Linked DNA regions of Mus musculus: all the other regions are linked to region 1. The links are chromatin contacts, called in public Hi-C, HiChIP or PLAC-seq and promoter capture Hi-C maps. All regions are on one chromosome and are shown on one strand. The core of a region is the stretch at or near the end of the contact, and the rest is flanking DNA. Distances in the headings are between cores, read along the strand shown.

What was found. Promoter capture Hi-C pulls out the DNA fragments that hold promoters and counts their contacts. A called contact is a pair of places that touch in the nucleus more often than the background predicts. HiChIP or PLAC-seq counts read pairs in DNA pulled down with a chosen protein or histone mark.
Region 2: a promoter capture Hi-C map of maxillary cranial neural crest shows a contact between it and region 1. The contact joins the promoter of Phf20 here to the promoter of Edem2 in region 1. A contact is called at or near these places in 2 of 39 promoter capture datasets (cranial neural crest and maxillary cranial neural crest) and 1 of 9 other capture datasets (pancreatic islet).
Region 3: a contact with region 1 is called in a Hi-C map of erythroblasts, with 4 times the contacts expected there. The contact joins the promoter of Cpne1 here to the promoter of Edem2 in region 1. A contact is called at or near these places in 2 of 39 promoter capture datasets (both in liver), 1 of 484 Hi-C or Micro-C datasets (erythroblasts), 1 of 115 datasets of contacts at active chromatin or transcription factors (embryonic stem cells) and 2 of 9 other capture datasets (adipose tissue and pancreatic islet).
Region 4: a contact with region 1 is called in an H3K27ac HiChIP or PLAC-seq map of microglia, with 8 times the contacts expected there. The contact joins the promoter of Spag4 here to the promoter of Edem2 in region 1. A contact is called at or near these places in 1 of 39 promoter capture datasets (hematopoietic stem and progenitor cells), 1 of 115 datasets of contacts at active chromatin or transcription factors (microglia) and 1 of 9 other capture datasets (adipose tissue).

The regions. Positions count from the first base shown.
Region 1 is chr2:155,726,316-155,731,985 of GRCm38.p6, reverse strand. It overlaps Edem2 (ER degradation enhancer, mannosidase alpha-like 2), which reads left to right and starts at 2,511. Exons shown (of 11, transcript NM_145537.2): 1 at 2,511-2,755; 2 at 2,985-3,095; 3 at 5,312-5,351. The coding sequence starts at 2,649.
Region 2 is chr2:156,194,142-156,199,811 of GRCm38.p6, reverse strand. Phf20 (PHD finger protein 20) reads right to left here and starts at 3,165. Exons shown (of 18, transcript NM_172674.2): 1 at 3,015-3,165.
Region 3 is chr2:156,109,626-156,115,295 of GRCm38.p6, reverse strand. It overlaps Cpne1 (copine I), which reads left to right and starts at 3,331. Exons shown (of 16, transcript NM_170590.3): 1 at 3,331-3,510. Rbm12 (RNA binding motif protein 12) reads left to right here and starts at 3,331. Exons shown (of 3, transcript NM_029397.3): 1 at 3,331-3,510.
Region 4 is chr2:156,061,751-156,067,420 of GRCm38.p6, reverse strand. Spag4 (sperm associated antigen 4) reads right to left here and starts at 2,208. Exons shown (of 12, transcript NM_139151.4): 1 at 1,750-2,208; 2 at 1,183-1,287; 3 at 788-854; 4 at 555-616; 5 at 289-332; 6 at 84-109. The coding sequence starts at 2,059. It overlaps Gm39970 (a long non-coding RNA gene), which reads left to right and starts at 2,807. Exons shown (of 3, transcript XR_866890.1): 1 at 2,807-3,416; 2 at 5,294-5,453.

The sequences.
Region 1 (5,670 bases), core at 1,262-3,761:
GGACAGGGAAGAAGCAGTGTGCTGGATTGTTTTAGGCGACTTGACACAAGCTGTAGTCATCAGACAGGAGGGATCCTCAGCTGAAAAAAATGCTCTGTAGGCAAGGCTGTAGGACATTTTCTTAATTAGTGATTGATGGGGAAAGTCCCAGCTCATTGTAGATGGTGTCGTCCCTGGGCTGGTGGTCCTGGCTCCTACCAGAAAGCAGGTTGAGCAAGCCATGAGAAGCAAGCCGGTAAGCAGCACTCCTCCGTGGCCTCTGCATCAGCTGCTGCCTCTAGGCTCCTGTCTTGACTTCCCTCAGTGAACTGTGATTAGGAGATATAAGCCAAATAAGACTTTTCCTGCCCAAGTTGCTTTTAATCGTGGTATCTGGTCACAGCCGTAGAAACCCTGATTAAGACAAGCAGGCTCTCCTCTTAAGCATTAGGAAGGAGGGGAGGGAAACTTTTTCAAAATGTTGGTTTAGGATCAGTGAAACTAGCTTCTGAATTCCAGAAATGGGAGAATAAATTTCTCTTGCTTTAAGCTTCCATGTTGGTGATAATTTGTTCTAGTAGCTTGGGAAACCTATACAGTCTCCCTGTGTTATTATCCAGGTCTTAGTTTCTTTTGGTTTCCCTTCTATCTGGCCCCTCTAAGAAGTATTTAAAAAATATTCTCCTAGTGACTCAGTATTTGCTATGCCATTATTATAGGCATTTTATATGGTTCACTGAATCCTCTAACCCTATTAAGCAGGTATTAATATTCTTCATAATTTATAAATGAGAAAAAAAGGTGAGGCCACACTCCTAATAATACTGCCCCAATTTAACACTGACACATTGACCCTTGACCCATCTATACTAAAACCTTTTTATTGAATTTAGGACCCACTTTGGGTTAGATATGGAGTTTAATTTGTTTATCAACTGATGGCACTTTGGGACACTTAATGAGGGATATTTTCAAGAATGCTGGATTGGGATTGGAGAGATGGATCAATGGTTAAGAGTACTAACTACTCTTCTAGAGCACCTGGGTTGAGTCTTAGCACCACATGGAAGCTCACAATACCTATAATTCTAGACCCAGAGGACTCTACACCCTTTTCTGGCCTCAGAGGTGACCTGGCATGCACAAAATTATGTACAAAATCCTCATGTACATAAATAAATAATATTATTGTGTGCTCCAAACTTGCTTATAACTCTTCACCTATGCTTATGTAAGCAGCCCTAATTAAACCTAATCTACCCCAATCACAACCACAAAAAATGACAGTAGGAGGGGTTTGGGAGGAAAAAGGAGGAGAGAAGAATGGTGAAGGTAATGGGGGAGGGGCGGTGACCAGAACATATTCATACATATATGAAATTGTCAAAGAACAAGAATTAACAAACAAACAAACAAACAAACAAACAACTGGGCCAAAGAAGGCAGAGTCTGCCTGCACTTTGCTCAATAAATGGAGCAGCCATTTCCCTCTGAATTTTTCAGCAAAGAAGAGTTGGGCAATGCTAGAATTAAAGAAAAGTTCAAATTAAAAGGATCTCAAATATCAGTTTAGACAAACCCTTTCATAAATGTGGGTGCTGTGCCTGGAGGATGAGAGGGACTCCTTTAAGGTTATATAGGTTATGTGTGAATGGTAGAGTCGTAATGAACCCCAATCGAACTTCAAATCTAGGGTTGTCTACAGCTCATTCCACTGACCAAAGAGAAGGGGGTTGCTGTAGATAGCGCACTAACAGAGTCTAGGACCTAGCAAGAGAGTGGGGAAACTGGCCCAGATGTTCTTTTTATTTTGTTTTATTTTGTTTTTTCGAGACAGGGTTTCTCTGTGTAGTCCTGGCTGTCCTGGAACTGACTTTGTAGACCAGGCTGACCTCGAACTCAGAAATGTGCCTGCCTCTGCCTCCCAAGTGCTGGGATTAAAGGCGTGCACCACCACCGCCCGGCCGGCCCAGATGTTCTTAAAGGAAGAATGCTGGGTCTTCATTCTCACCAGGGATGGCAGCCACTGAGATGGTCCAGGTAAAGTCCTGGGTTGATTTAGAGACTGAAGGGACCGTGATTTCATGGCACCCTAAAGTGAAAGACCGTCATAAATGTATGAATTCCTAGAACAAAAGGGATTTCTGGAAACCTTAAGGCTTTGGGAAAATAATTCTAGAGTTTACTTACACAATGGTTTGTCAAACCCTGTGTCTATTATAGTCAAAGCCGAACATTTTTCATCCATATTTACATAGGCATCTGCTCAAATCTTGAGTACCTGCTAGCCCCTCCTTTAAAAGGTATTTGGAAAAAAAACAAAAATTAACTAGATGGCGCCTGTAAAGTGCTCCTAACACTTTAATTCACCGAAGGTGCTCAACAAACAGAAACTGGGATTGTGAAAACATTATTAACAGCAGCCACAGCAACCACTGTCTTTAAGACACGTTGAACTCCTCTCTGTAGACCAGAAATCCCGAGATGCTCTTTTGCCAGGGCTCCACCGCCCATTGCATCCTGGGCTTTGTAGTCAGGAAGTGAGAGGCTTCTTGCCCAACGCGCAGGCGTCGTGGTGCGTATCCCCGGAAGAACCAGCCGCGGCTCGGAGGATGAGCTGGTGGCGGTGGCTGCAGCTGCTGCGGCGGCACTGACAGGACACGAGCTCTATGCCTTTCCGGCTACTCATCCCGCTCGGCCTCGTGTGCGTGCTGCTACCCCTGCACCATGGTGCGCCAGGCCCCGACGGCACCGCGCCCGACCCCGCCCACTACAGGTGAAGGGGGCCAGGCTCCCGCTCTCTACGGCTGGGGAGTGGCAAGCGCCCACCGGGTCCCTTCCCTTCCCTCCACCCCAGGACCCCCACCCTGACGTGCTCTGGTCCCGCTGCTGGGCCCTCGGCAGAAATCATTTTGTGGTTCCCATTCTCCGTCCTGTGTCTGGTCCTTTCTCCCGCCTGGTTTTGTGTTCTGGCCCCCTACCTTATTTCTCATCCCTCGAACCAGGGAGCGAGTCAAGGCCATGTTCTACCACGCCTACGACAGTTACCTGGAAAATGCCTTTCCCTACGATGAGCTGAGACCTCTCACCTGTGATGGGCACGACACCTGGGGCAGGTAGAGCCAGCTTGAGGGCCAAGGGGGTTGGCCGGGATCATAGGAGGGCTGGTGGCTTCATGGTCTCACTGATTGTGGAAAGTTTCCGACCTGGGCTGATTCAACCCCGTCCCCTCAGTCCAAACCAGCGCTGTCAGAACTACACAGCTTTTCACAGTACAAAAAAGTCTTGGCTTAACTTGGCAGGCTAGCCCTCTGGACTCACCTCAGCCGAACAGGCAACCACGTATGAGGACTTGGGGACATTTCTGGAGTCACAAAATATTTTGAAAAAACTCCCGGGAGTCAGGAAACTCAACTCCTTCATTTTATAGGTGGGCGCACAGGCCCAGGAGGAACGTTATTCTCCCCACAGTTAAGACCCTTTGTAGTTGGTGTACTCTTTATGACTGAAAAATATTTCCCGTCTAGCTTCATACCAACTCCTCTCACCGCCATACATACAAGTCACCTGATTCATTTTCGTTTAGTAATTCTGTGTTACCATATCATCTTTTCATTTTCACTGGAATAAAGAACCCAGTCGAGCAAAGAATCATTGCATTAGCCAAAACTGACACTAGGGCTGTAATCCTGAGTTGGTTTTTGTTTTGTTTTGTTTTGCTTCGTTTTTATAGAATGATTTATTGATTTAGTGCGCACTGGCTGTTTGCCTGTATCTATAACCATGTGAGGGTGTCAGGTTCCCTGGAACTTGAACTACAGACAGTGTGAGGTGCCCTGTGGGTATGAGATGATCAACCAGTGCTCTCAACCACTGAGCCATCTCTCCAGTTGCTGAGGTCTTTTATTTCTTGCTTGCTTGCTTGTTTGAGATAGGTCTCACATAGCTCAGGCTGGCCTCAGACTTACCACATCGCCAACAATGACCATGAACTTGGGGTGCTCCTGCCTCTCCTTCCCAGGTGCTGGATTGCAGGTGCTCCCTCTCACCCCTGCCTCATTATCCTCGTACTACAAATATTTATACGTGATAGCATGCTCTCTGATGCCAGGGGCTAGGCAAGTAAGCTAGGAACGTGTGCCAATTTTTATTTCTTAGTTGGAACAGAAAGCAAGTGCAAACACATGGCTCACTGAGCAGGATAGAGTCATGCTTGCTGAGTATCTCATTCCTTAGGTCTACAACCTGTGTATGTCCTGTAGATCATTGTAGAATGTTCTCAGTTTATACAATTACACAGGTGTGCATATACGTGTTATGTGTTTATTGAGACAGGATCTTGCTATATGGCCCAGACTAGTTTTAAACTCTCAGGCCTTCTGAATCCCTATCATCCCCCCACCCCCCGTGCTGGGACTGCAGGCATATCTCACACCTGGCTACTGTGTATCTTTGTAAAAAAAAAATCACCTTATTAAAGGTATAATTGCCATGTAATAAAGTACCCCCTTTAAAATGTATAGTAATCACCATCACAACTAGCAGATAGAAGAATACTTCTTTAACCTAAAAAAAAGTGCGCCTTATGTATTATCCCTCTGTGGTTACTGGCCCTAACAGCAGCACATTTGCTTTCTGTCAGTATGGCTTTTTAAATTTTATTAGTAGTATATGTGTTTGCTTTGCATGAATTTAGGCACACCATATGTGTGCAGGAGCCTGTGGGGGCTCCTGGCTAGAGTCCCTGGAACTGAAGTTGCTAGCAGCTGTGAACCCCCACATTGCTGCTGGGAACTAAACTCAGGTCCTCTCCAAGAGCAGTAAGGGCTCTCAAGCCCTGAGCTGTCTGTCCAGCCCCCTCCCAGCACTGTGAAATGCAGATGAAAACATGCTGTGTGGCTTACTTCATACACCGTGTTTTCCACTGAACAGCATGATCATCTTGTTAGTACACAGAACTCCCGATAACCTTAATAATGTCATACATTTGTACTTGTTTGTATCCGTTTGTCTGTCACTCTTCAACTTGTGAGCAACTGGTAGTTTCTAGTCTTTTGATGTCATACGTAACACATTCCCCAACTCTTACCACGCCGTAATTCCGTGCTGCCTCTCTATAGTAGGGAAGAATGCCAGGAGACATAGGTGACCTGTTAATTACAGTACTGCTGCACCAGGCAGTCAAGGGACTCGGAGTTTCCCTCTGATTCCTCTGTTATAACTGTAAGTGGGATGGATAGGGACATGGCTATGCCTCGCTTAGATCTGGGCAGTTGTGAATCTGGTGTTTGATGTTCTTATGAAGCAGCGGGACTTTTTTGTCTTTTCACAGTTTTTCTCTGACGCTAATTGATGCCCTGGACACCTTGCTGGTAAGTATCCCATCTGTTTGTTTCCCACTCTGTCATTGCCCAACCGACATCCTTCCTCTTTTAATAGCTTGTCTGTGGGTGCAAAGTAAATTCCTCCCCTAGGCCTTTCATCTCATGATTCTGAGCCACCAGACTCTGGTTACCCAACTGCATAGGAGGGAATGCCAAGTTCCAAGAGAAACCAACTCGCACAGGTTCATTTGTTCGTTGAGCAAATATTTGCAGGGGGCCTGTGGTAGACATGCATAGCTCAGTGAGAGACAGAGGGACATTGACACCGTCCTTTTCAAAAGCTTATTATATTCTAGTTAGCCACGTG
Region 2 (5,670 bases), core at 1,916-4,415, 470 kb before region 1:
GCCTGTTTCCCAAGTGCTGAGATCAAAATTGTGCTCCACCACACCTGGCTACAACACACTGTTTTTCATGCTGAAAATCAAGCCCAGGCCCTCCATAAGTTGCTAGGCCAAGTACACCATCACTGAACTCCATCTTTCAGCCCAAATGACTTCTTTTCTTGATCAAAAGAACTAATGGAAGGTAGTTTATGGTCTAGAAAGCATACATTACTAGAAAGGTCCGTGAAGCCCTAACCCAGAGAACAGGGAGATTACAAGGAGTCAGCCAGCAGTGGTGGGCCTTTAATATCAGCACTAAGAAGGCAGAGAAAGCCGAATCTCTGTTGAGTTTGAGGTCAGCCTAATTTACAGAGCTAGTTCCAGGAAAGCCGGAGTGTCAGGCTACACAGAGAAATCCTAACTCAAAAAATAAAAATGTAAAAAAGGAAAAAGGAAAAGGAGAGGGAGGAGGATGTGTGGGGAGGAGCAGAACCTAAGAGCCTTAGAACCAACTAAGCAGATTGTTTGAGATGCATCCCTAGCTAGTCTCGAACTCATCCTGTAGTCCAGGCAGTCCTCAAGTCTGTAACAATCCTCGGGCTGGTGAGATGGTTCAGTTGGTAAGAGTACCCAACTGCTCTTCCAAAGGTCTGAAGTTCAAATCCCAGCAACCACATGGTGGCTCACAACCATCCGTAATGAGATCTGACTCCCTCTTCTGGAGTGTTTGAAGACAGCTACAGTGTACTTACATATAATAAAAATAAATAAATCTTAAAAAAAAAAATCCTCCTGCCGAGATTGCTGAGACCAGACCCACAAAAACCCACGGAGGAGGGCTTCACCAGAGACTCACAGAGAGTAAAGCAGCAAAGGAGTAGGAGCTCCAAGATAACCACAAATTACTAGGGGATTCTCGAGGAGAACGATCAAGGAGGAGAACTGTCATCACTAGGTAACCAGAACACTGTCCACGAGGAACCAGAAACTAGAAAAATGTCTGGACAGGCCATGAACCAAAAGAGAATTCCTGTTTGCAAAAAAATAAACTACCTATAAAAAGTCATGTGAACCAGACATGGAAGTTCTTGCCTGTGCCCTGGCACTTGTAAGGCAGAGGCAGGGGGTTTCAAAGCCAACCTGAGCCACCTAGGAAGTTCCAGGATAACCTGAGCTACCCAGGGAGACAACCTCACAACCGACAAATAAAAGCCATGTGCATGAAAGGGCATCCTATCAGGGAAGAACAGCTCAGGGTGGGGTAACTATAAGAACTGCCCTGAGGAATAAAAAAGAAGAGGCCACAGACGAAGTGTTTTGCAGCTATGCACTCAACACAGGAAGGAAGGCCCAAGAGCCCGGGAGAGCACATTAGGGAATGAGGTTCCAAAGAGGGAAGGGAACTTAAGACTGAAACTATCTTGATGGCAGAAAAGCTACAAAGAAAAACAAACAAAGAGGGAGAAAGAAAAAGAAAAAAGAAAGAGAGAAAGAGACAGCCTGGCGTGGTGGCGCATGCCTTTAATCCCAGCACTTGGGAGGCAGAGGCAGGCGGATTTCTGAGTTCCAAGTCAGCCTGGTCTACAGAGTGAGTTCCAGGACAGCCAGGGCTACACAGAGAAACCCTTGGGGGGGCGGGGGGGGGGGGGGGGGACACGACACGGACTGTCTAGCTAGATGCCTCAGCACTTAAAGCCAAGAATGACCATCTGAGTTCGATCTCTAAGTCCCACAAATTGGAAGCAGAGGGATAACTTCCTGGAATTTGCACAGGCCAAATAAATATGGCTTTCAACTAGGAAAAAAAAAAAGGAAGCTGTGGGAAAAATGGGTGGGTGGGGGGTGCACCACATTTAGGAATGAAAGGATTCAGGAGAAAAGTGTGCCAGAAGTACTTGCTGCGCCCCAAAGGTGGTCTGTTTCCTGCTAAAAGAGGCGCATCTCAAACCTTAAAGGGACACTGAAAGCAAAGATACTCTCAGATAGGAAAACAAATCCCCTCCCCCCCCCCCCCGGAGAAACAAGGTAGCTTGGAGAACTCATCAAAGAGTGCAGCCCCAAGACATACTTAAGGACACGTTAGTGAAGCCCCTTACAGATGAAACTGCAAACTATGTGCCAGAAGCATCAGGATTTGGAGAAGAGCCTGAAAGGGGTGCGCATTCCACACTAAAGGACTAAGAAAAAAAGAACTGACCCCCACATTCACTAACTTCTGAAAACATACCAGAGCTGAGGCCTGGACAGAGGTCGTCCTCCCTGGAGTTGTGGGATATAATAATAATAATAAAGTATTAGATAACTTTGGTTAGTGACCTGATTTCTGAGGAACCTACTAACGGACTGGACCCCAAATTGAAAAGGGAAAACTGTTAATTAGGTTTGAATATAGGAGTGTTCCCTCAGTATGGGGGAGCAAAGAAAAGAGAGTATGATTTCAATCCGTTTTCAGGGACGGTTAGAAATCGAGAGAAAAATCCCAAGATTAGAGATTTTAAGAGTGGAGGGACGCCCAGATTTTCCAAACTACAGAGAAAGGGGACACTCCCATATACAGGGTCGTGAGGAAAGGGTGTGCTTCCCAGATCAGGATAAGAAAGGCACTTCACGAAAACCCGTCCCCGCGGCAGAGGCAGCAGCTTAGGCCTCCCCCTATCTCGCGGACTAAGCAGGGGGTGCAGCCTCAGCACCCATCCCCACCCCCACTGCCCCGTTCCGCGCCCCGGGCCCGCACCTCGCGGCCCAGCCCCCTCGGGCCCCGCTGATTGGCCTGAGCGGCCGTCATTCCCGCGGGTAGCCGCAGTGATTGGGCGACGCTCGCACGCCCGCCACGCTCTCAGCAGCGGTCCCCGGGCCTCCCTCCGGGGCTGGGTGATCCGGGGGCCAGTCGGGGAACAGGAGTGAGCCAGGGTCCCGCAGTGGCCGGGGCGTCCGTCCCCGGTCCCGCCCGCACAGCGCGCGCGCGGCACGGGGCCTGCCCCCAACACGGCCCCAACCAGCTGGCTTCGCGTCGCCGCGCCTCGCCACGAGCTCACCTCACGGCCCCGCTCCTGCTGCGCCGCTCCAGACCAACCGACAGAAGGACTGTGCGCGCTGCGCACCACGTGACCCCGGGGACGCGCCCAGCGTATCCCCCGCCCCCCACACACACGCACCATCTCCACCGCCGAGTGACGCAGCCTCCCTACAGCCCCGCCCCGGGCCCCGCCCCTCCCGGTCGCCAGGACGACAGCGCGAGCAAGCCACGCCCACCTCCCTGAAGCGGGAACGCCGAGTCCGCACTCACCCGTGACGGCTGAGGTCACCAGAAGCATTGGCCTGGGTGCTGCCTATGTACCCTCTTAGTTCTCCTTCTAAATGGTGGAAAGTCGCCCACCTCCCTCTACCCCGTCTGTCACCACGCTCCACGGAGATCGTAGTCTTTACAGCTCACTACTTTCCCTCTTCCAATCCGCTCTTCACACGCAAGAGCTTATCAGAACGACTTGTTCCTTCTCCAGAAGAAGAGCTAAATCTTCAAGATCGATTGTCACCAGTCCGCCCTCTGTGCTCTGCCCCTATCAAGTCCTCATCTGAACCTTCTCACCTCTGCCTTTGCTCTCTCTCATCCTTAGAAAAGGATTCCAACGGGAACTGAAAAGAAAAAGCCGAATTTTGTCTCTAGGGAGCAAGGTCCAAGATGCCGCCACAACAAAAAAGAGGTTTCTCCAGTGGGACTTAGCAAGTGCTAACGAGAAGTGGTAAAATTGCTATTTACTGAGGCGATCATGCTTTGATTTGACACTGGGAGCAACCAAACTTGCACTTCTTAAATTATGTCTAATCGCATCATGTCCCTACACTACTTGTCAATCTAAGCCTTTGCTCATCTAACCACACTTGATGCTGTTTTTGTTTGTTTGTTTGTTTGTTTCTGAAACAGTTTCAATATGTGTAGCCTTGGCTAGACTGGAAATCAGTGTATAGACAGGTTTGTCTTGAACTCACAGTGATCCACATTTCTGCCCCTGACATACTGAGATTAAAGTCATTGTTCACTGTTTTCGTGTAGTGCCAGCCTGTTCTACAGAGTGAGTTCCACCACAGCCAGAGCTATACAGAGAAACCCTGTCTCAAAAAAAAAAAAAAGTCATTCTTCACACAAAAGCATAGCTCTCCAAGCAAAACATTTGCCCCCCCCCCCCAAAAAAAAAAGCCGGGCGGTGGTGGCAGCGTACACCTTTAATCCCAGTACTTGGGAGGCCAGCCTGGTCTACAGAGTGAGTTCCAGGACAGCCAGGAGTATACAAAGAAACCAAAAATAAAAAATAAAAATAAGATAAAATAAAAATTTTATTAGTAGAGCCCAGGTGTGGTGGCTCCTTTAATCCCATACATAGAAAATTCTAGGACAGCTAGGGTTATGAAGAGAAAGCCTCTCTCAAAGAGAACACTCTCTTACCTCTTATTCTCTTGCTCTTACTCTCAGCCTTCCCTACTCTCTTCCTCTCTCTGCCTTTCTACAATAAATGCCTTAAAACCAAAAAAAAAAAAAGGCCAGGCGTGGTGGCACAAGACTTTAATCCCAGCACTCAGGAGGCAGGTGGATTTCTGAGTTTGAGGCCAGCCTGGTCTACAAAGTGAGTTCCAGGAGGACAGCCAGGGCTACACAGAGAAATCCTGTCTCAAAGAAGAAAAACAAAAACAAAAACAAAAAATGAGAGAGAGAGAGAGAGTAAGAAAAAAAACAAAACACAAAAGCACAAAACAACAAGAAATTAGTAGAAACATTAAGTAAGTAGTTAGAGTAAAATGGAGTAATCTCAGCTGGAGGGCTTAAATGCTATGTGGTAGCATTCTTAGCCCTTCCATTGGTGGAGAATAGGGCTTTGTTAACTATACAGTTCATGGCTTGTCTTTTATTGGGATCCTAGATCTGACACACAGATGGGCCTTTAGAAGCCCAGGAGAAACCAGCTCTGAGACCTGCAACATTCCAAACCCTCCACAGTCACTGTTTTCAGCCATCTGAAGCTGGAGGCCTAGTTGGTTTTGTTATCAGGAATTCCTCACTGTGTGATCCACAGGACACCACCCTGACCCCTTTCTTTTGTAAACAATGTCTCTGGAGCACAGGCTGTCCCTTGGCCTTCCTGTCAGTTTCTCTTTTTGTCCATGGTCTTTAAAAGAATACTCTGGAGGCAGAGGGAGACACATGAGATCCAAGCCAGCCTGTTCTATACAGTGAGTTCCAGTCCAGCCTGGGCTACTGAGAGAGACCCTCTCTCTTCTTACATTTATTTGTTTATTTTAATGTGTATGTGTGTATACATGCCTAGAAGACTCATATGTGGAAGTCAGAATACAAGTTGTATGAATCTGTTCTCTCTATCTTCTGGATGCCAGGGCCTTTCTATACTTGTTTGTTTATTTATTTATTTATTTATTTATTTATTTATTTATTTAGGTGTCTCGGAACAAGGTTTCTCTGTGTAGTTCTGGCTGTCCTAGAACTCAGAGATCCACCTACCTCTGATTCAAAGGACTAGGATTAAATGCCCGGTTAAAGAAGATACTCCAGGGCTGGAGAGATGGCTCAGTGGTTCAGATCACAGACTGCTCGTCCAGAGGTCCTGAGTTCAATTCCCAGCAACCACAAGGTGGCTCACAACACCTCTTCTGGTGTGTCTAAAGACAGCAACAGTGTATTCA
Region 3 (5,670 bases), core at 2,082-4,581, 380 kb before region 1:
ACTTTGCTGTGGATTAGTGTTGCTTCTTTGATTGGTCTGTAAGCTTAAGGCCCAAACTAGGAGAGACAAGGTGGTTATTGCCCAGGCGCTTACAGGACTAGAACATGGAGCTTCCCCTGATATATCTATGCTTAGGCAATAGGTCGCTGGCCACTCAGCTCTTACATCTCACGAGGCTAGACTCATTGCACGGGATAGAGTGAGTGTGCTTCAGCAGCCCGAGAGAGTTGCACGGCTAAGCACTGCAGTAGAAAGGCTCTACGGCATATATGAGCCTATTCTAGGGAGACATGTCATCTTTCAAGAAGGTTGAGTGTCCAAGTGTCCTTCTCTCCAGGCAAAACGACACGGGAGCAGGTCAGGGTTGCTCTGGGTAAAAGCCTGTGAGCCTAAGAGCTAATCCTGTACATGGCTCCTTTACCTACACACTGGGGATTTGACCTCTATCTCCACTCTCATTAGTTGGGTGGCCTATTTGCTCTTATTAAAAGGAAAGGGGGAGATGTTGGGAGCCGCCCCCACATTCGCCGTCACAAGATGGCGCTGACATCCTGTGTTCTAAGTGGTAAACAAATAATCTGCGCATGTGCCAAGGGTATTTTACGACTACTTGTACTCTGCTTTTCCCGTGAACGTCAGCTCGGCCATGGGCTGCAGCCAATCAGGCAGTGATGCGTCCTAGGCGAAATATAACTCTCCTAAAAAGGAGACGGGTTTCCGCCATTCTCTCTCGCTGGCATCTCTCTGGCTCTGCGCGCCCTGCGCTCTCTCGCTGCCTAAAGATGTAAACAATAGAGCGCGCTCTGCGCTTTAGCGCGCCGGAGCTCTGGCTCCTAAAGATTATTGAAGGGGCTTTCGCTTTTGGGGCTGGGGGTTTGCGCTCCTAGCTCCTGAAGATGTAAGCAATAAAGTTTTGCCGCAGAAGATTCTGGTCTGTTGTGTTCTTCCTCGTCGGGCGCGCGAACGCTATTAAGACTTACATATAATAAATAAATAAATAAATCTTAAAAAAAAATGTTGGCCTTATAAGAGTTGCCTCAGTCATAGTTTCTGTTCACAGCAGTAAATCCCTAATTAAGGCAGAAGTTGGTATTAGGTGTGGGGTATTGCTGTGATAGGCCTGACCATGTTTTTGTTGGGAGGAAGGTAGATTTTGGGGATTTGGATTTGGGAAACAGTGGAATGGTTTAAGTGGGGCTTAAAGGGCTATCCTAGGAAGAATATGGAAGACATAGGTGCTGAGGGTGATTTCAACTGTGTAGATATGGCCCAAGAGGTTTCAGTGAAGAAGAATTTCAGTATGTGGCCTAGAGACTGCTCTTGTGATATTTTGGAGAAGAATATGTCACTTTTTGCCCTTGTATGAGGAGTCTGGCTGAGGCTAAGGTAAAGGGATTTATATTAATTACATTGACAAAGGAAATCTCAAAAAAGCCCAACTTTTTTAGAGACTTTGTTCTCTGGGAAAGTCTCATGAAGAGCATTTTGAACAAGCGTAGCAAGCTTAGAAAGGAAAAAATATAAAATATCCGGTTCAGGTAGGGAAATGGAGCTGAATCCCTTGTTCAAGCAGATTAAGGGCGTGGTGACCTTGGGGCTTGGTCCTACCCAGCTAAGCTTATTGTTTATTCATTTGCCATTTAACACAGAATAGTTCTATTATATTAGGCATCATTATTACTGGGTTATTGACTTCTCTAGGACTTTTAGTCTGGAATGAACAACAATTCAGAAATGGAAGTCACAGGCTTTTGATCCTGATCTTAAGGCACAGTGACTATGAAAAGCTTAGGTCCAGACAAGGAGGTACACACCAAAATTCCAGGAGATAGAGGCAAGAAAATCTCTTTCTTTCTCTCTTTCTCTCTGTCTCTCTCCTCTCTCTCTCCATCCCTCTTATTTGCCCGCGCGCATGCGCTCTCTCTCTCTCTCTCTCTCTCTCTCTCTCTCTCTCTCTCTCTCTCTCTCTCTCTCTCTCTCGCACACACACACACACAAAATCAAGGGGCAGAGTCTGGTAGAGCCTAGGTCTCCCTGTATAATCAAATACTGGGGATTATAGGAAATATTGAAAGATATTTTACTCTTTTTATATTTATTTTTATTAATGTCTCTGTGTGAGAGTTTGTACATATTAGTGTCGCTGCCTACAGAGGCCAGAGGAGGGAGTCAGATTTGAGGCTGGAGTTACAGGAGGTTGTGAGCCACTCCATGTAGCTCATAGAATTTAAGATGCCAGGAAGAGCAGTATGAGCTTTTAACCTTTGAGACATCTCTCCAGCCCCATGGCAGAAGAATATTTTCTCTTCCTTCCTTCCTTCCTTCCTTCCTTCCTTCCTTCCTTCCTTCCTTTCTTCCTTTCTCTCTCTCTCTCTCTCTCTCTCTCTCTCTCTCTCTCTCTCTCTCTCTCTCTCTCTCTCTCTCTCTCTCTCTCTTTCTTTCTTTCTTTCTTTCTTTCTTTCTTTCTTTCTTTCTTTCTTTCTGTGTGTGTTTAAGACAGGGTTTCTCTGTGTAGTGCTGGCTGGTCTCAAACTCAGAAATCTGCCTGCCTCTGCCTCCCAAGTGCGGGGATTAGAGGCTTGTGCCACCACTGCCAAGCAGGATTATTTTCTCTTTCTTTCTTTCTTTCTTTCTTTCTTTCTTTCTTTCTTTCTTTCTTTCTTTCTTTCTTTCTTTCTTTCTTTCTTTCTTTCTTTCTTTCTTTCTTTCTCTTCCTTCCTTCCTTCCTTTTTCTTTCTTTCTTTCTTTCTTTTCTTTCTCTCTCTTTCTTTCTCTTTCTTTCTTTCTTTCTTTCTTTCTTTCTTTCTTTCTTTCTTTCTTTCTTTCTTTCTTTCTTTCTTTCTTTCTTTCTTTCTTTCTTTCTTTCTTTCTTTCTTTCTTTCTTTCTTTCTTTCTTTCTTTCTTTCTTTCTTTTTTGGTTTTTCGAGACAGGGTTTCTCTGTATAGTCCTGGCTGTCCTGGAACTCACTCTGTAGCCCAGGCTGGCCTCGAACTCAGAATTCGCCTGCCTCTGCCTCCCATTTTTTTTTTTTTCAATAGTCAAAAAAAGGTTCAAGCTTTTGCTTCTTGGTGCGTTTAATCCTCAAGACAGTTCTGCAGTGAAGGCATTGTTTTTCTCCCTTCACGGGGGTCTCCAAGAGCCAAAGGAGCCTGTACTTTAAAAGCTCTGCAAGGAACCTTGGACAATAGCTTCAGGTCTGACTTTGCAAACAGCTACTAAAATACCGGGTTCACCACAAATACCTGCAACTTCCGAGCTTTTGCCCCCACCCCAAATCCTCAGCGCGCCTGCGTCTCCCATCAGGTGACGTCGGCAGCGGCGCCCCGCCTACTCCGGGAACGCGGAGCGCCGGAGCGGGCGGGCGGCCATTTTGTGAAGCGGCTGTGGAGGTGTTGGCTGCAGTGGGCTCCGGGAAAGCCGTTCGGGCTGGGGCTGTCGGCCGCAGGGCTGAGGCACTCGCGCGGGGGGTAACTCGGGTCTGGGTTCTGGTGCCGCGCAAGCTCTCCCCGGTAAGACTCCCGCAGCCCCGGAACGGGCGGGGCTGTGCGGGGCTCGAGCCGCCTCCTTGGTGCCTCGGGGCGGGGCCTTCCCAGGCCTCGGAGCCCGCGGCCGCGAGCGCCCAACACAAAGGGTCGCGGCGGGGCTGCGGGGGTCCTGGGGCGCCGCTCACGCTCCGGGGCCTCCGAGGATGCGAAAGGTGGAGTCTGCGTGCCGAAGTGGGAGCAGGGCCTTAGCGGGGATGCCCGGTGGTCCTGAGAGGGGAAGCGGCCAGCATCGGGTGGCCTCGCGGCCTGCGAACTACCGGGTCGGGGGGGGGGGGATTGCGATGAAAACGCCTGCACGCTTAGTGGGGAAGGCTTCGTTGGCTTTAAGCGGGAACGAGGTTTTAACTCTCACCTCTGCCCCGAAGTGAAGAGGTCCTAGTGGCCTATGACCTGCAAAAGTGGACTACACTAGGGACATTCCTATGGGGAGGAAAGGTGTCCTGGGAGGCTGGGAACCGGTCGCTTTTAGGGCCTGGAGGTGCAGGGATTGCAGTGTATAGCTTCCTAGGTCTAGCGCTGAGGAGGGGCTTCCTAAGTGTAGGTGATTGGAGCCGCCCTGTAGGTCGGAGAGGCTTGAAGAATTGTAGCTAGGATGGCTGGTCCTTGATTCCCAACTAGGGGAGGGGCTGCTATCTGCAGCACCTTTGGGAGTTGGAGGAAGGAGGGTGGGTGTCTTAGATAGCTTACTTACTGTCTGAAGGTTGGCGGCGCCACTTTGCAGCCGCGTAAAATAGAAGGAAAGGCATTTTAAAGATCTACAGGTTAGTATTGGGGTATGGACTAACGTAGCAGGTTGGAGTGCCCGTGTTAGTAAGCGAGTTAGTAACCTAAGTGTGTGTTTTATTGGAAGTTCTAAGGAGTCCCCTGTGGTTTATTCAAGTGCTAAAGATCCATTCATTCTGGTAGATAAAGTTGCGAATTACAGGCTGTGTTGCAGAAGTATTCTGGGTCCTAAAGCCTTCTTGGCTCCTAGATTCCGAGATGACTGAGTGTGTGCAGTTGGCAGAAACCATTTTATTGTGTACGTTAAGATTTAAGTTGATGCGAATCTTATTATATGACTTGGTGGGAAAAAACTAGGATGGATGGCAACTCAAGGGAGAGACTATTTCTTTCAGGGCTTTTTGGATAGTTTGAGCTGTAATTTTTGGTGAACTTCAGTCTTAGAAACAAAAATTGTCCGGGACCTTGTTAACCATTGTATACTGTTAAAATGTTAAAGAGCGTTTGCAGTTGGAAAAAAATCCTACAAAAAAATCTTTATTTAAAAAAAATAGGTAAATAAAACTGATGTACTTGTTTTTGAAACTTGTTGCTTTTGATGAGATGGAGACTTTTGGATTTGTAGAAAGTGATTGTGGAAGAACTGTTCACATAACTTCGAATATAATTTTGGAAGGAAATGAAATGTTTGTGTTTAGGTGATTTCACAAGGCGTATTGGATAGTTTATCAAAACGTGTTATATTTTTATATCACCTTGTGTTTGATTAAATGTTGGTCACTGTGGATTGTAATGTATAATTTTATGTTCGGATCTGAGACCATCAAACCACTGTGGTGGTTACTGCTCTAGGCTACTAGTTATATACTTTAGGCTTCTTTTACAATTTTGTGGCATGTTGAATGTTTTGATTGGTTGCATATTGAACATTTGGGAGTTGTTGGTACAGTTCTTAGGTGTAAAACTTATTATATCATTAAACTTCTGTTTTATACTGTGTGCCAGATGCTAGACCCCACTGCCAGTCAGAAAGTCCCACTTGAGTTTGCAGAGAGCTGCTGTGCTGTTTGGATCTTGGGGGTTTGCTTGTTTGTTCCTCACTGGCCATAGGATCTTGTAACTTAGACTCACATTGAACTCTTAAGTTGGTGGAGTCACTAGTAACAGTTGACTTTTGATACTTAGTTAGAATACATGATTTTTTTTTCTGAAAATGTAATTAGTTTTACATTCTATACTAATTTCTAAATCTCCCCCTAAAATGCAGAGTCCACCTTAAAAATCTAAAACCTAGCCTACAGTTTTTGAGTGAGTAGGTATTTGCCTGTCTTCATGCCTGGTGTTCTCAGAGGCCAGAAGAGAGGGGGTCGAATCTGGAGTTACAGAAGGTTGTGAGCTGCC
Region 4 (5,670 bases), core at 959-3,458, 340 kb before region 1:
ACCTGTCCCTGTGCATTCCTCTCAGAAAGCACCCACAGAGGCATTGCCAGTGTTGCCCAGGCCTGCCCCAGCTGCCCTTTCACCTTAGAGTCAGCATCTCCGTAGGTTCCTGTGGAGGAAGGGACCAGTAAGCACCCTTCTCTGTCAACATTGCCCTACCATTCTTGGTTGGCCCATGGGGATTTATACTCAGTGCTTCCTACACTGCCCCCATCCCAACAGCCCAGGGATGCCCCCCACATACACACAACCTCACCCCACCTGGAGACATAGGTCTCCCCAACTCACGTTCTCCAAAGGAGGGATCAGGTACAGGAGCCCCCACCAGAGTGCTGGAGGAAGAAAAAGAGGAAAGGTGTCCTCTGATGTAAGAGGACAAGGAAGAAAGCAAGGAGTTGGGGTGAAACCTAGGGCTGCCGGAGCACACTCGGGAGACCAAGATGGGGGGGGTCACTAGAATGGGCTGAAGGCCACCAAGACGGAGTTCGGGGGGGGGGGGCTGGACTTGGCCCCAAACCTGCAGAGCTGGGTCCCAGGGAATCGATGCTCCTCACCTGCCAGAAAGATGCTCAGGAGCGACACAGCAGTGAACAGGAAGCGGATGGAGCAGATTTCCCTAAAGAACAGGAGTGGAAGCTGCTGCCTAGAGGCCCTGAACCACTCAAGCCTCGACCGTGGGGGTCCTAGACCCGCCCAGTTTCTGGGAACTCAAGCAGATCTGGATCTGCTCTAGCCTGGGTGGGGCCAGCCCTGCTGCCCTTCCCTGAGCCCTGCCGTTCCCTCTGACCTGCACACACAGACCAGCCCATCGACTGCCAGGGATAACACCATGCTCAGCACCTGAAAGAGGAGGCCTAGGGACGGAGACCGGAGAAGCAGCTCAGAGAGGGTGATCCATGAAGGTGAGGTAGTGCAGGTTCAGAAGGGCTCAAGAGAAGCCGGGGTGGGGACTGGGGTGGTGCGGAGGACAAGAGTCTGGGGCTCAGGAGGCAAGGGTCGTTTGGGGAAATGAGCTGAGGCTGGACACTAGGGCACAGGCTCGAGGAGGAGAACTGGGAACAGGGGCGGGGGTCCGAGAGCAGAGGTCAAAGGGCATCTGGGCTGGTTTCTCTGACTCAGACTCAGCAGAAATGGGGTTCTGAGTGCCAAGGTCAGAGGGGATGGGGCTGGCCTGGCTCGTACTCAGGAAGCTCTTGGACACCCTCGGGGTAGGCATCTCCTGCCTCAGATCCAGGATCGGGAGAAGGTTGAGTTGTTCCTCCAAAACTACAGAAGATCCAGACGGTTCTGCAAGAGCCCAGGGCACCATTGAGGTTTTGTGCACCACAGGCCCGCTCTTCCCCTCGGGGCCCGGGCGCAGGCTCCTGACCCTAGTGCCAAACAGCTGGGCAGCCTCTCAAACAGGCTTTTAGTCCAGGCCTTTGCCCCAGGTCACACTCCCTGCACACGCCCAGACCCGGAGCTGGAGAGTCTCAATCAGTGGAAACCGCCCCCCAGTCTGAGTCCCCGTGCGGCCGGACTAGGGTCACACTCACGCCGGCCCTGCGGCACCTCCTCAGCCATGCCCAGGCACAGGATTTCCTCCGCCCCCTCCCGGGACCGGCCATGGCACCGAGCTCGCCCCCGAGGGACACGTGTCGAGCACGTCCCCTCGTGAGCCAGGTCGGGGCTTCTGCACCCAGGTCCGCGCCGGGCCCCGCCCCCGAGCCCGCCCCGCCCTCTCGCCCCCGGGTTCGACCCCGCCCGCACCCGAGGCCCCGCCCCTCACGGTTGCCGCGCCACAGGCGGTCTGCCCATTGTGGCTCCGAGGCGCCAGCTTCGGCCGAGAGCTTCCTGCCCATGTGTCTCCTCCGGGCATTCCTGGGCTTAAGGCGGGCTCACCACAGCTCGAGCCCCGGGCCCTTCTGCCCTCGGGCTCCCCGAGCTCCGGCCCAGCGGACCGGCGCCCATTGCTGTCCCCCGAAGTCGCGCTGTGGGAACTATTGCTGTTCTCGCTGTAGAAGTTGGGTGTGTGATTATGAGAGGATGCGGCCGAGCCTGAGCGGGGGCTCCGCCGCATCCTGACCTGGGCTACCCCTCTGGGAAGCCGAAGTCGCCGCAGCCAAAGCCCTCGGCCCTTCCTCAGCTGCCTCGCGCCGCAGGGTAGCACCCTGCGTGAGCCCCGCGGCGGCTCGGCCGACCCTCCCGCTGCTGTGCTGTTGTCACCGTCACAGAGGAGCCGCGTCACAGAGCGCCCGTGACGTCACTGGGAGCCAGCAGCCCATCCCCCTTTCCTGATACATTTTTGTTCATGGTTTGGGTGTGTGTGTGTGTGTGTGTGTGTCCATCCAGAAGTTGATCTCTGCTGCTGTCTTCTCCTGCTCCCCACCTTAGCTTTCGAGATAGATTCTCTCTTTCTGAACCTGGGGCTCACTTTTTTGTTTTGTTTTTTCAACTAGGCCCCAGCGGTTCTCAATCTTCCTAATGCTGCGACCTTTAAATACAGTTCCTCATGTTGGGTGACCTCCAACCATAAAATTATTCTCATTGTTATTTCATAACTATATTTTTGTTGGACTGGAAAGGTGGCTCAGCGGTTAAGAGCACTCACTGCTCTTCCAGTGGTCCTGAGTTCAATTCCCAGCAACCACATGGTGGCTCACAACCATCTGTAATGGGATCCGATGCCCTTTTCTGGTGTGTCTGAAGACAGCAACTGTGTACTCATATACATAAAATAAATAAGTCTTTAAAAGAAAACCTGTAATTTTGCTACTGTTATGAATAAACTTTTGGAGATAGAGGTTTGCAAAGGAGGTCCCGACCCACAGTTTGAGAACCATTGAACGAGGGCTGGGACGACTCCATGGTTCCACTTGTCCCTACTCCCACAGAGCTTCAGTGACAGGCAAGTACCACAGCACCCTCTGTTTATGTGGATTCGGGGTTTACAAGCAAGTCCTCATGCTTAGGCAGCAAGCGTGAGGTTTATCCACTGGGCCATCTCAACTCCTCCTCTCTGTTCTGAGTCACGGTCTCTTACAAGTTTGACTAGAGAGCTAACCAACGGGTCCTAGGGATTCTGCTGTTTCTCTCTCTTCAGAGTCGGGATCACAGTCCCCTGAGCTCTGGTCTGTCGCTTTTTACCTACAGTGCTGGGTATCTGCACATGGGTCCCCGGGCTTCCGCACATTTTATTGATTATGACATTGCCCCAATCTCCTATGTAATTTAGACAAGAGGTTTTGCTTTGATTCTTTTGCTAGCCTGGTACTGGATATATAACCCAGGATGGTCCCGAGTCAGGACCATACTCCCGGTACAGTCTCCCAAGCCTGAGACTATGGGCATGTCATCATGTCCATCATGACCAGCTACAATGGCACCTAGATTTTGTTCACTTCTGTATCCTGCAGTACCTAGACGGGTCTAGCCTGGTAAGTGCCCTAGTATTTAGGGAAGCAGTAAATATTAGGAAGGAACAGAGCATCATCCAACACACTAAAACATTTATTATGGCCCCTCCTATTCACTTTTAAAACAGAGTCTCACTATGCAGCCAAAGCCAGTCTGGAGCTCAGATCTGCCTGCCTCCCCCACCTCCCAAGCTCTGAGGTAAAGGCATGTACCACAACTCCCAGCTGAGAGAGAGACAGAGGGACAGAGAGACAGAGAGACAGAGAGAGAAAGAGACAGAGACAGAGACAGACAGAGAGAGAATAAGCTTTAAGCTCGGCAACAAGTGCCTTTACCTGCTGAGCCATCTTGCTATCCTAGAACCACATTTTGAATAACTACATGCTTGTATCTAATTAATGTCTGTACCAGGAACAGCAACAATGTAGTGCAACCTGCAAGATTTACACAGGGAGTCTGTCAGCTCCCGAGGGAAAAGGACTTACTTCTCTGAGATCATGTTGCATCACAGGTTTGAATTTGGGAATCCTGACCCAGCAAGGTGGTAGCACACTTCTTTAATCCTAACACTATGGAGGCCAAAGTAGAAGGATCTCTGAGTTCTGAATTCAAGGCCAGTCTAGTCTCCATAAAGAGTTCCAGGACAGCTAGAGCTATATAAAACCACAATGACAAAAACAGAATTCCAAAATCCTGCACCCACCCGGTGTTTTTCTTCTCACATCACATCTTACTTAGAATGCTAATCAGCTTGGGGAAGTGGCAGTTCTTAGAGGCTGAGGTATAAAGACAGTCTGTTCTGCTAAGCTGTGTTCCAGTCCAGAGGAGGTTCTTGTATTGTACCAGGCTCTAGAGAGGTGACATTACTATGTTTCATTAGATTCCATAGAGCCCCGGAGGCAAGCAAAGCAGGAAGCCCATCTGACCCTGCCCTGGGTCTGTTCGAAAATTCCACTGGATTGCAGTTTCTCTGACAGAGGAAGGTGAAGCCTCCTCAGCATTTAAGTACCTTGTCATTGTCACCTAACCTGGATCTTACTTGAAAAGAGAGCGACCTGGCAGGAGAGATGGCCCAGTGGTTCAGAGCACTGTCCTTGAGGACTGAGTTCAGTTCCCAGCACCCACATGACAGCTCACAGCTGTCTGTAACTCCAGTTGCTGAGGATCTGGCGCCTCTCACAGACATGCAGGCAGAACACCAATGCACATAAAAAGAAATAAATCTCAAAGTAAAAAAAAAAAAAAAAAAAAGCAACCTTGGACCTCCTTAACCAACAGTACAAAGGGAGGTTTCCATGCCTGGCACTAGAGATTTTGGTAGTCTTTGGCTCTTGAGAGGAGCATTATCACCCATGTCACACACACACAACATTCACATGTATAGTACACTTCTTTTTTTGGGGGGGGGGGGTGGGTTCAAGAAAAGATTTTCTCTGTGTAGCTCTGACTGGCCTGGAACCTGCTATGTAGACCAGGCTGGCCTTGAACTCAGACAGATCTACCTGCCTCTGCTTCTCAAATGCAGTGTTATTAATATATGTGTTATTATTATATGGTTATTATAATGTCTTAATATAATTCTGTGTTATTAATATATGTTAAGTAAGCTTATAAAATATGTTTCCCTATGACGTTTTCAAGCTTCGTTAGTGTAATTTCTCTTTCCTCCTGCTGTGTTACCCTCGCCCCCCAGTTAGAATGACCTCCTGTTTTTCTCCTTTTCCACTTTAGAGCACCCATGTCCTATTAGAGCTCCCCCTTTCTACCTTCCTGCTTCTGTGGGATTTCAGGCTATGCACTCAATATAGACACATTCATTATGTTTTTGTTGCTGTGATAAGACTCCATGGTCAAGGATACTTCCAGAAAATGAGTTGATTTGGTCTTATGATTCCAGAGAGCTAAGAGGCGTCATGGCAATGAGGCACGATTGTCAGCAAGCAGCAAACAAGGCAGCTGGAGCATCCGACGCAGCGCACGGAAAGCTCTTACCTTCAACAGCAAACACAAAATGGAGCAAACTAGAAACAATGGCTCAAGCCTTCAAATTCTCAAAGGTTGCCTTCAATGACGCCCTTCTTCCAACAAGGCCACACCTCTTAAGCCTCCCCCAAACAGTGTTACCAACTGGGTACCAATTGTTTAAAGCTGGAGAGTGGGGACATTTCTTTCTTATTTATTTATTTATTTATTTATTTATTTATTTATTTATTTATTTATTTAATTTATTATATGTGAGTTGTAGCTGTCTTCAGACACTCCAGAAGAGGGAGT